Regions from separate parts of the Mus musculus genome. Here all the other regions are linked to region 2. Evidence: chromatin contacts called from public HiCAR-type and HiChIP or PLAC-seq data. All regions are on one chromosome and are shown on one strand. Each heading gives the region's core, a stretch centred on a gene start, on an enhancer-like site or on the middle of the called end of the contact. The rest is flanking DNA. Distances are from core to core; before and after follow the strand shown.

Region 1 (4,066 bases), core at 179-2,678, 690 kb after region 2:
CTGTTGCCTTATCACTAAAACACATGAAAATACAGCTCCACTTTCCCGTCTGTCAGATCTGAGCATATTCCAGCTGCTAGCTTGCTAGAGCCTAGCAAGACTCCTGCTATACAGCAGATGCTCAATAAATATGGGTAACAGTGCATTGAGAATTGTTACCTGAAAGTAATTATCTTTAAAAAACTTATTCACAGAGGTAAAGAAACTTCCTGCCAAGCCTGATGACTTGAGTTAGCTCCCTGGAATCCACAAAGTTCCACAAAAAACAACTCTCCCAGGCTGTCCTGACCTCCACAAGCACAAGTTTATATACACACCCACACACATACACACATAGAAGTAAATGCTGTTACTACAACCACCACCTCCACCACCACCACCACCACCACCACCACCACCACCAAACTCTTATTCATACTGAGGGGGACCTGACTTGTGGTTGACCTTCAAAAATTGTTTATCTTACTCATTTTCTTTATTACTTTTTAAATTAAAATATTTTTTCAGGGGTATACATAGCTCAGCTGGTGGAGTGGTTCCTGCTGACAACAAAACCTAGGAGGAAGCCTGGGTTTTGTTGTCAGCGCCCCAGGTGGCTGGGGTAATAAGAAGTGGAGGAAAGGTGATGCACACCTTTAATCCCAGAGCTTGGGAGACAGAGGCAGGCAGATCTCTGAGTTCGAGGCCAGCCTGGTTTACAAATTGAGTTCCAGGACAGCCAGGGGCTTCATAGAGAAACTTCAGTCTGTCTTAAAAAAAAAAAAAAAAAAAATGGAGGCAGAGGGGCTCACAAGTTCAGGGTCATTCATCCTCTACTACATAGTGCTTTAGAGGCCAGATTTAGTTATTATATGAAACCCTGTCCCCAAATTCCTCATACCAAGTAATAAGGAAATGAGTTATTTCCTGGCTGCACTCAGAATGGGAGAAATTCCCAGGGTGCTTTGCAGACCATGGAGGAGGGGTGGCAAACTGGTGTTCAGGATGGAGATCTCAGTGTTTAGAATGGATTCATAGGGCTCCTGATTCAAACGAACTACACTTCTACTCGTTGAGGGACTCTGAGCGAATTTCCTCACCTTTCTGAGCCTCAGTTTCCTTATCTGTTCTCTTTCCTTTCTTGGGAGCTCACATCCATATCCCTCCAGGTGCAACTGAAGGAAAAAGCCCTAAAATCACGCAAGCACCGAGCGTTCTCCCGCAGCGGGGGGCCAGCGGTACAGTTAGGGTCACCTGGGATGAAGCCCAGGTGTGGAGGGCCCAGTGCGGGGTTCTTCCGGGCCGTGTCGGCTTTAGGAGCCGCCAGTGAGTGGGAGCTGCAGACGAGGCCTGCAGGCCCAGGCCAGGGCAACTCGTGGCCGTGCTCGCTCCCACGCGCGGGGCGGGGCGGGGTGGGGCGGGGCTGCATCCCGGTGACGCGGGCCAACCGCGCGGCGCTGCGCCTCCTCGCTCAGCCGGCCGCCCGCATGGCGCTGCGCAGCTTCTGCAGCGCTGATGGCTCCGATCCACTCTGGGTAAGGTGGTGGGCCGCGGGGGACGGCGCGGGGGCGACCGGGGACTCGGAGGACGTGGGGGGACGCTGGGACGCGCGGACCCAGCTGCTCCCCTAGCCGGAGCCCTGCTCTGCTTACGCGGGGATTCGCCACCCGGGCCCCGGCGTAGCCGCCGCTCTCTTACTCTGGGGACCGGGTTCCGGGAGAGCTGGGTGTGTGCGGGGAGGTGCCTCTGTGCTTTGGGGTTCTGCCATCGGGAAGGGACGCCAGATCTGGAGGCAGCAAATTGGGGATTTTCTGTGTTTTGTGGGGGTAGGATCTCCGTTTACCGCGCACACACTATCATAGAGCACCGTGCAGGAGCCCAGACTCTAGAAAGGGACTTCCCATCGCTTGTGTTGGGGTTCCCCACTGTTTGTTTTACCTCTCGTTTACTCTGGCTTCATGTTTTTTTTTCTCATCCTCTCTCCTTTCTGCCTAAATGCTATCAGGGAACTTTAAGGAAATAAGGAAAAGCCAAGAGAGGGGAGAAGGGCCTTTCTGTCTCTTTTTGTAGGTTTGGGGTGCAGTGGAAAATGCCCTGGACTCTGTAACCAGGAGAGTGCCTTCTACTCTGAGTCAGAGAGACTCCGCTGCTCTGGGGATGTCCCGGGGACTTCAGGCCCTCTCCAGGTAGCTTTCTTGTGAAATGATCCTAGGCTGGGTTCCCTGGCTGACTGCTCTAATCTCCAGTGCTTGTGTATTTCGTGTTCCTGTAATGCTGTTCCTGTAATGCGATTTGCCTGTTATTCCAGAACACTCCTGCATCACATTGTCCTGATTATTAGTGACTACAATAGGAAACCCTGGACACAATGACTTTTCTTTTTGTTTGAGAAACAAGAAAAACATCCCTGTTTCTTAGCAGCTGATGGTTAGCGCCCACAAGTATTTGTTCTGTTTTGTGGTACCTCCGTGATAGACTGCATTAGGAATGATGACCCCTGAAGGCCCCCTGGGAGACTTTTGGGTGAGGAGGGTGCCAATTTTGGTTGAGAAACTTACCATACTTGGATAAATGGTTCATTTTAAAGCCAAGAGGTTGGAGGTTTCTCCAGAGCTGGAAACAGAGCTTGTGATTTACATTCGGGAGTCTGCAAGAGATAGGTGCCTGTTTGCCACACAGGAACACTGTGTGTCCTCTACCCTTGTGCCAAGTGTAGAGACAACGAGGTTATTTTGCAAGAACTCAGGGGGATCTGGGTCACTAACATGGGTGCTGGAGTATTTCCTGAATTTCTTTTTTCTCTTATGGTGGAGGGGAAGTAGACATTAGATTTTCTACCAGTTTGCATATTTTATTTTTGCATATATATAACACACACATACATATATTGTGTGTGTGTGTATGTTTGAGTGTATGCATACCATGGCACATGCGCACATCAGACTTGTGTGGAACTCTCTTTCCACAGTGTGGGTTCTGAGGTCCTCAAGCCTCTCACCAGTTCACATCTGGATGTATCCTATTGTTGCGCAGTGATGACTAGGAAATGTTGGGAGGTATTCTCTAGCTTCTAATATGCTAAAAAGCCTACCCAAGAAGCCTGACTTGGTGTTCTTTCCTTCTTGGAACTTTTTGCCACAGAAAATGAAGATGGATGGATTGTGTTTGGCAGTAGTGGTGGCTGGCCTTCCCCTTAGGCAGCTTCCCATCCTCCCTTAAGTCTCATCTTGCAGATTTCCTTTCGGCCCCTCTTCTCTCTCACTGGTCTAGGCTTGATGGACACCCTGTTTCTGGAGTCCTGGAATCAGAATGGGTGAGAGGGCCACTGGCAAGCAAGAACTTATGTGTAGCTAGAGAATCCAAACACAAAACAGAGTGGGTTGGTTGGCCTGGTGTGCACCTATCTGTAATCACACCATTGGGAAAGCTGAGGCAGGAGAAGTGAAATTCAGGCCAGCTGTGCTAGAGCAAGACTGCTTCAAAGAACAATAAACTAAAGTAGGTGGCTTTGCACCAGCATATCTATACCGCTGCCACACCCTGCCATTCTAGACCTCACCATCTTGAGTTGTTTCATTGTTTACTGTGCTCAGTTTCTATAGAACAGCCCTTCTGGGCTGCGGCCATGGTCTTATCAGTGTTCGTGGTCTAGCCTTCTCTCATGTATTGTATTGTATCCCAACTGCAGCTTCCCCTCCCTCCTCCCCTCCTTGTTCCTCCCTTCACATCCCCATCTTCCCCAGATCTGCTCCTGTTTCCCTTCAGATGGGAGCAGATGCAGAGACCTACAACCAAATATTAGGTGGGACTTGAGGAACCACAGAAGATGGGGAGGAAGGATTGTAGAAGCCCGGTGTGAGGACACCAGGCGAGCACAGCCCACAGAATCAGCGAAGCAGGGCTTGTAAGGACTCCCGGAGATCGATGGGAGTGGGCTGCTGTCCTTTTGCTACTGGTACTTGGATCCTTTTAGGACCAACATTATGCTTAGAGAAGTCAAGATTCCAGCCGTCAGGAACCCTCTCGGAGTCTTGCTCCTGGGCTAGCTCGGGTCTACTGCTGAGAACTTACAACCTTCCCTTGTGCA
Region 2 (4,267 bases), core at 144-2,643:
TATCTGTTATCACAATGAAGAAAAAAAGGTTTCTACCTTTACTAGATCACTCTCTAGAAAGTAAATTCTGCTAGCACAAATCAGTTTTACTCTTTACCAACTTGAAAAGAACACTCTCATTTATTCCTTTAGAGGTGGCTGATCTCAAACTCATTCCATAGCTAAGTCTCCATAGTCTTAAACTTTTTTTTCTTTTTCAAGACAGAGCTTCTCTGTACAACAGTGCCCTGGCAGTCTTAAGAGGACTCACTTTGTAGGCCAGGCTGGCTTCGAACTCACAGAGATCCTGCCTCTGCTTCCTGAATTCTGGGGTTAAAGCGCTACCATGCCTGACAGCCTTCAACTTCGAATCCTCTTGCCTACTCCTTGCCTCGTTTGGGGATTACAGGTGTGCCACCGAGCCCAGTTCGTTTATATGCTACTGGGATCGAACTCAGCACAGCTTGGTATGTTAGTCAAGCAGTGTACCAACTGAGCTTCATTCCCAGCCCCATCTCCAACAACGTAGAGATGTTAAAATTTTGAAAGATCAAATCAATGATTGTCCAATTAAAGCAAGCTGTATTTGGGGGGTACACCTAGGCTAACTGACTGTCTCCTCCTAAATCGGGTTTTGAGAGAGCAGCCTCTGCTGGCTTATAGGAGATAAGAGTTTAAAGAGTTGTTTAAAGAGTTGGCTATTGCCGGGTCTGGTGGCGCATGCCTTTAATCCCAGCACTTGGGAGGCAGAGGCAAGTGGATTTCTGAGTTTGAGGCCAGCCTGGTCTACAAAGTGAGTTCCAGGACAGCCAGGGCTATACAGAGAAACCCTGTCTCGAAAACAAACAAACAAACAAACAAACAAACAAAACCCGAGTTGGCTATTAACACGTTTTTATAAAGATACAATGAAAGGGAAGGAACGAGGGCACGTACATGTGAATGGGGTTGCAAACAGTTTATTAAATCAGAACTGAGAAACAGGAACTTTTTCTTTCTTTGGTTAAGTTTCACTATGTAGCTTTGACTGTCTTGGAATTCACTCCGTAGACTAGACTGGCTTCGAACTCACAAAGATCATCCTGCCAAGCATGGTCTCACAACGTCATAGATTGAAAACATAGTACCATTGAGTTCTCAACAGATCTAGATCAAGGTGGGTAGCTGCGGAGTAAATGTGATAACGCCATTTTACCCCAAATTCCGACTCTATAAATAAAACTTTAAGGACTGCTTCTGTGGTTTTCTTCATAAATGTGAAGTTAAGATCTATTACGATGCATTCGGGCACTGTGGGAGACTTTGATGGCTGAATAAAGCTAGCTAAATACGGGAACGCAATCCAGCTGGAACCTCCAGACCTGGGGCGGTGACTTCTGTGCTTGGCTCGGACGAAAAGGAAGGGGCGGGTCGCGTTGGTGCGCATGCGCCCGCATGCCCCTAGAGCAGCCGCTCTAGGCAGCCGGAGGTCGCACGGGGTTGAGAGCATAAAGAGGTCTCTCCTCTATGGTTGCGGGAGCTGATCGTAGTCGGCCCCTAGGCCCAGGTTATTTCCGGAAGCGAAGCCTTGTCCTCTACTTCCGCGGGGTCCTGGCAGGTGGCGGTGACAGAGTGGGTACCAGGACTAGTGGCGAGGTGAGCTTCGGCACGGTGTGGGGTGGTAATGGTCCGGCAGGGCGCTTGGCTTGAGAGTGCGGCGCGGGAGACGGAACTGAACCCGCTCCCGGAGCTGCGCTGGCGGGGACTGAACCCGCTCCCGGAGCTGCGCTGGCGGGGTGGGTCCAGGCTCTGGGGCCTCCTCACCCCGGCCTGGACGCGTCCCAGCAGGGCTGCGGACCGTAGCCCCTTCCCTTACGAGGCGAAGACCCACGCCACTGCAGGTCTCTAGTCCTCCCCCGCGTCGGGGTCTGGGTCAGAGCCACTCGACCCTGGGGTGGTGACAGAGATGGGTCTTGTTTCCACTTACTTGCGGGCTATGGGCGCCCGCCACGTCGGCTAAATCCGAGGCACCTTCCTGTCCCAAGGCAGAGGGTTTCATAATGGGAAGTGAGGATAACGGAACATCAGACTCCAAAGTGACACCGAGGCTGACCTAGAACTTAGCTCTTCTCATTCCCATACACACGACTCAAAAATCGTGTGCTGATGAGAGCGTGTGTGTGTGTGTGTGTTTTAGAAGAGAGACGCTGTGTCTAACTGGGGACCTTTAACTGGGCAAGGGGCAAACCCCTAACTTTGGTTGAGAAGAGAAAGTGGGAGCCATTGGGTCCTCCCCACGGAAGCCCATTGGCCCGCCCTTGGAGTGGCCCCAACGTCACACCAGGAGAGGCCAATGCGAAGGAGTTTTCCTTTCACCTTTAGGTACGGACTGCACGTGCTGATGAAGTTTTATTTACTTTTGTCAGTGCTCTTTTATAAACAGCCTGGATGTGTCCCGACCAAAGTGCACGGTATATGCCAGGGAATATCGTCCATAAACCTGATGGGAAAGCTGTACTCTGTCCAGGCTGTTCACACACACACACACACACACACACCCTTTTCCCCCTTTCTCTCTGGCAGTATAAATGCTAACCACACTGTTAACAGCATTCAGTAAAATGTGACAGTTAGTAATGCTATTATTATCAGTCAGCAAACTTTTTACCTGGTCGAAGTTTGACATCTAATCCCACAATCCTTTAGCGATAATATTAGTATGGCTTGATAAATGGAAAGTAATGAAGCTCGAGGAGAACAAAGGGTGACCAGATTGGGAGCCCAGGTTGGCCTCGCTCTGAAGACTTAACTTTGGTTTTGGTTCTTTGTTTGTTTATTGGGGGGGGTGCATTTTGAGACAGGGTTTCTCTATGGAGTCCTGACTGTCCAATAATTCACACTAGGCTGGCCGAGAATACACAGAAATCCACCTGCCCGTGGGGATTAAATGCCACCATGCCTGGCTTGTTTTATTTGTTGAGAAAGGCTTTATGTAATCCAGGCTGGCCAAGAATAATTCTTGGACTTCTGATTTCTCTGGCTTTCTGAATTGAGTAGCAGGAAATGGAGAAGGGAGAAAATGAAACTCTTGAACTGAGTCTAGAAATCTGGACTTATGCAAAAGAGAGATTTCCCTGAGTGGTGTGTGCCACCATGCCCGGTTTATACACTGCTGATGATAGAACCAGTCAGCAAACACTCTACCAAATAGTCCAGATTAGGTAACACACAGATAAACCTTACACAGTTAACTTGGGTTTGGAGTGGATTAATCATCAAAGACGGTTTGGATCTTGTGAGTGGATACTTTTGACTCAGAAATCTTAACAGATGGGAGTGTAATGATCCATTTAAGATAGTTATTGACAACCATGCTGATTATGCCAGTTAAAAAATTTTAAGTCCTTTTAATTGATGACAAGACCATAAGTGGCCTTATGCCTCTGAAAATATCCCTTGCTGCCTCTGCCCAGGGATAGAGTTTTTAAAGACAAAAACCTCAAAGACCTTAATTTACCTCAAAGTTAGATGAGGATCAGAGTAAACTTTCATTCCTGGCAGGGCATAATTTTAGATGTAACCTCAAATGGGTATCCAAAGCAGACATTGGGTTGCGGAAAAGGGAAAGACAAAATACATTCAAAACAGGATGGCATTACCTTAGTCATTTCAGGAGGAACATTTGAAGAAAAAAAAAAAAAACACTCAAGGAGCAGAAATTTATAGGTGGTCTATGAACAGAGTCTAATCTTAGTAATAGAAGGAACTCCTGTGAGTTGTGATATATGGTTATTATCCCCACTGTTATAGGGATACAAAGAAAGGTAAATGACCTACCCTAGATCAAGCAGCTAATGGTTTGTTGAGCTAAGATTTAACGTGATCATTCTGCCTCAAGTTTGTGCTGTAAGTGAAAATGTTCACTTGACAGCCAGACATGATGGTGTCCCAACATTTAACAAGCCAAAGCCTGGTGGTGCAGACCTTTAGTTACTTGGTAGACCAAGGCAAGAAGATTGCAAGTTCAAAGCCTTAGTTATATGGATTGGGGCTGAAGGTACTACCTCTGTAGTAGAGTGTGTTTAGAGTGAACAAAGTCCTGGCTTCAGTTCCCAGCACTAGAGAAGTTAGTTTACTACTATGTCATTCATATTCTTTACTGAATAAAACCACAGCTGTAGGTTTTATTTAGTCTTATTTTCTTTTTCCATAGCAGGGAGTGTTGTTTTGTTGAGATGGTTTCATGCATCACTCGCTGGCTGGCCAGTGATGACCTTGAACTCTTAGTCCTTCACCACTGAGCGGCTGG
Region 3 (4,180 bases), core at 385-2,884, 520 kb before region 2:
ATGAAAGCGGTTGATTTGTGGCAGCAAACAGACAAACGTCAGGGTACGTGCAGGACACCTCTCGGTGGCCTGCCCCAGTGATCTGCCTCCTCTGATGGCCCTACCTCCCAGCAGTCCATTCAGCTGTGACTTATGTCACTACCTTCCTCTGGCCTCCACATATGGGCTCAACGTAGCTACACACATACACACATGCCACACACACAAACTCACTTACACATGCTCACATATATACACACAGGTAACACACATACCCAAATGAGGTTGTTCTTAAAGCAACAGCATTAACATCCCTGGAGTTTGTTGAAAATGCAGTTTTTTGAGCCTTTGATCCCACATCTGCCGTGTTCAGAATCTGCTTGCTAGCATAGCCCCAGGTGTGCACACCAGTGTGTAAGAAGCTGCTCTCAGTGTCTTCCCTTTCCCATCTCTAGACCCAAAAGTTAACGGCAGCAGCTCAGAAGGCAGTCTTCTTGGCCCTTATTGCACATAGGGCCTTATTGCATATAAGGCCCAGCACATACATACATAGTCTCCATAAGGGGGCAGAGAGGAACCAGAGAGAAGGTGTTTGTGTGCCATTAAAAGTCATAAACTATAAGCAGTTAACTTTCCTATTGACTCCATTTAATTTGGGGGAAACTACCTCTGCTTTCTCTATAAATTCTATTTTTAGAATGATAGAAAGTGTTATAGCTATTCATCCGAGTTTAACAACAGAAACATTTAAACCTATACAAAGTCGTCTCTAAGTACTCTTCCCTGTGACCCGACCTAAATTCCCCTTTTCGTAGGTGGCCAGGAGCAGAATGGCACCCAGTCCAGCATCGTGGTGGACATGCGTGAGTTTCGGAGCGAGCTCCCATCTCTGATCCATCGGCGGGGTATTGACATAGAGCCAGTGACTCTGGAGGTGGGTGATTACATCCTGACACCTGAGCTGTGTGTGGAGCGCAAAAGTGTGAGCGACCTCATTGGCTCGCTGCACAGTGGCCGCCTGTACAGCCAGTGCCTAGCCATGTCTCGCTACTACCGGAGGCCTGTGCTGCTCATTGAGTTTGACCCGAGCAAGCCCTTCTCCCTGGCGCCACGAGGTGCCTTCTTCCAGGAGATGAGCAGCAGCGATGTGAGCTCCAAGCTTACGCTCCTCACCTTGCACTTCCCGCGTTTGCGGCTGCTCTGGTGCCCCTCACCCCACGCCACAGCCGAGCTGTTTGAGGAGCTGAAGCAGAACAAGCCACAGCCTGATGCGGCCACAGCCATGGCCATCACCGCAGACTCAGAGACACTGCCTGAGTCGGACAGATATAACCCCGGCCCCCAAGACTTTGTGCTGAAGATGCCTGGGGTCAACGCCAAGAACTGTCGCTCCCTGATGAACCAAGTGAAGAACATCGCAGAGCTGGCCACCCTGTCCCTGGAACGACTCACAACCATCCTGGGGCACTCGGGAAATGCCAAGCAGCTGCACGACTTCCTGCACACTGCCTATGCAGACTTGGTGTCCAAAGGCAGAGTGAGAAAGTGACTGTTCTCACATGGCTATTTATTGATCATTTGCATAGCAATTCATTCTTTCCCCCCAGGAATGTCCCCCAGGGCATTGGTCCAGAGCCAGAACTTCCCCCTGGGCTCTGTACTGAGGTGTGGGCCTGTCTTCCCTTGCTGGCTCTCACCCCTCTGTGCTCTGTCTGTGCCAGGCCTGCACTGATCCATTTTCAATAAGGTGTGGTGAGATCTTGCCCCTTGAAGTAAACACAGACTATGTTTACTTTTCAGGCTGGTAAAAGCACTGCACCATGGTCCTAACACTGGCTGCACAGGGCTTGGTAGGCCTGAGACAGGACTGCTGTTGCTTCTTCCCCACCCACACAGAGACAAGCTAGCCCTCTAGCCTCCTGGTCACCAGGTATATGTAACGTGTACTGTGACTCGGTTGTGTTTTTCACAGAATTAATTGCTTACGGACAAGATTGGATGAGGTAATAAAGGGCTCCTCAGAATTCTTGGTTTCTCAGTGTTTGAGCTCCAAATTCCTACTCTAAGCCCAAATGACAAGTCTAAGTGTCCCCCACTTCACTGGTGTTAGATGCCAGTGCCATACCAGAAGCACACAGGGCATCTCTGCCCTGCCCGTGGTCCTGTCCTGACTGCTTCTCCTTTCCTGGGTGAGGACTGGATGTGAGCAAAGGTGGGCCAGGTGCTTCTAGATGTAGATTTCTCTCCTTCTTAGTATAGGGTTGTGAATAAATGGGTAAATCAGCTCAGAGAACACATAAGGATTCAAAAGAAATACATAGGTGTTTAAAGGCCCACAAACCAATCTCATGATTGATTGAGACAGGATGTTCTGTGTTAAAATGGGATTCATCGCATCTTCATGATGTTTGCAAACTGTGATACTTAAGCGTTAGCTGTTTATGTGTTCAGGGACAAGCAGTAAAGTTTCTACCTCAAGAACTAATGCCACGTGAATTCTAGCTTGCCACATGGTTGAGTATTCCATCCGTGTCAGCCGTCTTTGGCTGAACTGATAAAAAAGTGGACCTTGTAACAAAAATACTGTCTCCTCCAACTTTAACAAAAGCACTCTGAGCTGAACCTTATATGTTGGCATCATGATTCTTGATACTTAACAATATAGTTGTCCCTCAGTATCCATAGTTCCAGGACCCTCTCTGATGGTACATTCTGTGCAGGCTGCAGGCCTTCAGTGGTGTTTGCTTATAGCCTCTGCCTCCCCCTGTGAACTTCAAACCACAGCAACTTCAAGCTCACAGCAACTGCGTCGGGACAGGTGGTAACAGCTGGTTCCCTGTGCTCCGGAGCCTGCGTGTTTAGAAGAGATCAGTTGTTCCTCTATTTCCAGTCCTTGGTTAGTTAAACCCAAGGATGCAAGAGGACATCCCCTGAGCATCCTGTCCAGAGCCCTTCAGGAACGAATGTCAAGGGCTGTCAAGGCATAGTCGATTATTGGAGGCATGGAAAACGGGAAGGATGAAGCAGTAAGCTTATGATGGAGAGGGGTAGAGAATGGAAAGGATGAAGCAGTAAGCTTACAGTGGAAAGGAATCTAAGCTACTTGTTTCCACCCAGGGTTAAAAATGCATTTGCCTTCTGGACCATGACAGAACTGCCTGGTGAGTCGCACTGGGCAGTGTGGTCATTCCCAACTCGTGAACACAGACATCCACTTCTACTTACGGTAACAGTCCCCCTCCTCCATGTAACTCTGCCTCCCTTTTCTGTTGTTTTGTTCCATAAAACAAAAATCTTAACATAGCACATGCTATGGTGGGTGTTTCGTTCAAAGTTAAAATTTCAAAGCTCTTCTAGACATTGTTTTAAACAGTCCTTGTTACCTAGTGCAGCAATCTGTAACCCCGGGCTTCCCGTGTCTGTCAGCTCGAGTCGGCTGTTCACTGTGACACCCATGGCTGGGCTTCTGTTGCCTCACTCCCTCCTCTGCTGACAGGCTCACACGTTGCCAGAGGTGGAAGGCTTCCCGCACATCCATCCGTTGTTTGGTTTTCTGATACTTTTTTTTTTTTTTACACATTTTTAGAATCTGACTTTGTTTCCCAGCAGCATTTTGCTACCTTTGATGTTGTTGTTGTTGTTCAAAATTATAGATACTGATGAGCTCCCAGGTAGCTTTTAAAAGCTAGGTCTGCACTGTGGTTCCCGGCTGCTTACATAGAGCCTTGATAAGAAATGATCCTTGATTCGGGCAGTGGTGGCACATGCCTTTAATCCCAGCACTTGGGAGGCAGAGGCAGGTGGATTTCTGAGTTCGAGGCCAGCCTGGTCTACAGAGTTCAAGAACAGCCAGGGCTACACAGAGAAACCCTGTCTCAAGAGAAAAAAAAAGAAAAAAGAAAAAAAAGAAACTATCCTTGCTTAAGCACCTCTCTTGGTGTTCTTAGAACTATATGAGGTGATAGCCTCCTTAATAGTAGCCATCAAGGCAAACCTGGTAGCCCACAGCCCTAACTAATCCCAGCTCTAGGGAGACAGAGGCAGGTGGATCTCTGTGACTTTAAGGCTAGCCTGCTCTATATAGTGAGTTCCAAGTTAGCCAGGGCTATGTAGTAATACCTGTCTTAAAAACAAATGTGGTGGCCATCAGCCCTGTCCTCAGTAGTCCTGACTCCCTTTGGTGAGTGCTCACTGGACTGTA

Evidence for each region. HiCAR-type assays count read pairs that join an accessible place to other places. HiChIP or PLAC-seq counts read pairs in DNA pulled down with a chosen protein or histone mark.
Region 1: an H3K27ac HiChIP or PLAC-seq map of bone marrow-derived dendritic cells shows a contact between it and region 2, with 3 times the contacts expected there. The contact joins the promoter of Abcc1 here to the promoter of Bfar in region 2. A contact is called at or near these places in 4 of 115 datasets of contacts at active chromatin or transcription factors (bone marrow-derived dendritic cells, bone marrow-derived macrophages, extraembryonic endoderm stem cells and 1 more) and 2 of 9 other capture datasets (adipose tissue and liver).
Region 3: a HiCAR-type map of neural stem cells shows a contact between it and region 2, with 6 times the contacts expected there. The contact joins the enhancer-like site here to the promoter of Bfar in region 2. A contact is called at or near these places in 7 of 39 promoter capture datasets (the 3T3-L1 cell line, 3T3-L1-derived adipocytes, frontonasal cranial neural crest and 2 more), 3 of 484 Hi-C or Micro-C datasets (CD4 T cells, memory CD8 T cells and muscle stem cells), 10 of 115 datasets of contacts at active chromatin or transcription factors (astrocytes, bone marrow-derived macrophages, embryonic forebrain and 7 more) and 1 of 9 other capture datasets (adipose tissue).

Annotation. Positions count from the first base shown.
Region 1 is chr16:14,360,130-14,364,195 of GRCm38.p6, forward strand. It overlaps Abcc1 (ATP-binding cassette, sub-family C (CFTR/MRP), member 1), which reads left to right and starts at 1,429. Exons shown (of 31, transcript NM_008576.3): 1 at 1,429-1,514. The coding sequence starts at 1,467.
Region 2 is chr16:13,670,465-13,674,731 of GRCm38.p6, forward strand. Bfar (bifunctional apoptosis regulator) reads left to right here and starts at 1,394. Exons shown (of 8, transcript NM_025976.5): 1 at 1,394-1,614.
Region 3 is chr16:13,146,732-13,150,911 of GRCm38.p6, forward strand. Ercc4 (excision repair cross-complementing rodent repair deficiency, complementation group 4) reads left to right here. Exons shown (of 11, transcript NM_015769.2): 11 at 795-4,180. The coding sequence ends at 1,528. Among named protein-coding and RNA genes, the nearest start is that of Gm32596, 10 kb to the right of the region's middle. Within about 2 kb of position 1,635, at least 15 of the 459 cell types and tissues checked have an H3K27ac peak or open chromatin away from gene starts, as enhancers often do. A contact at or near this core is called in neural stem cells, where this site is marked.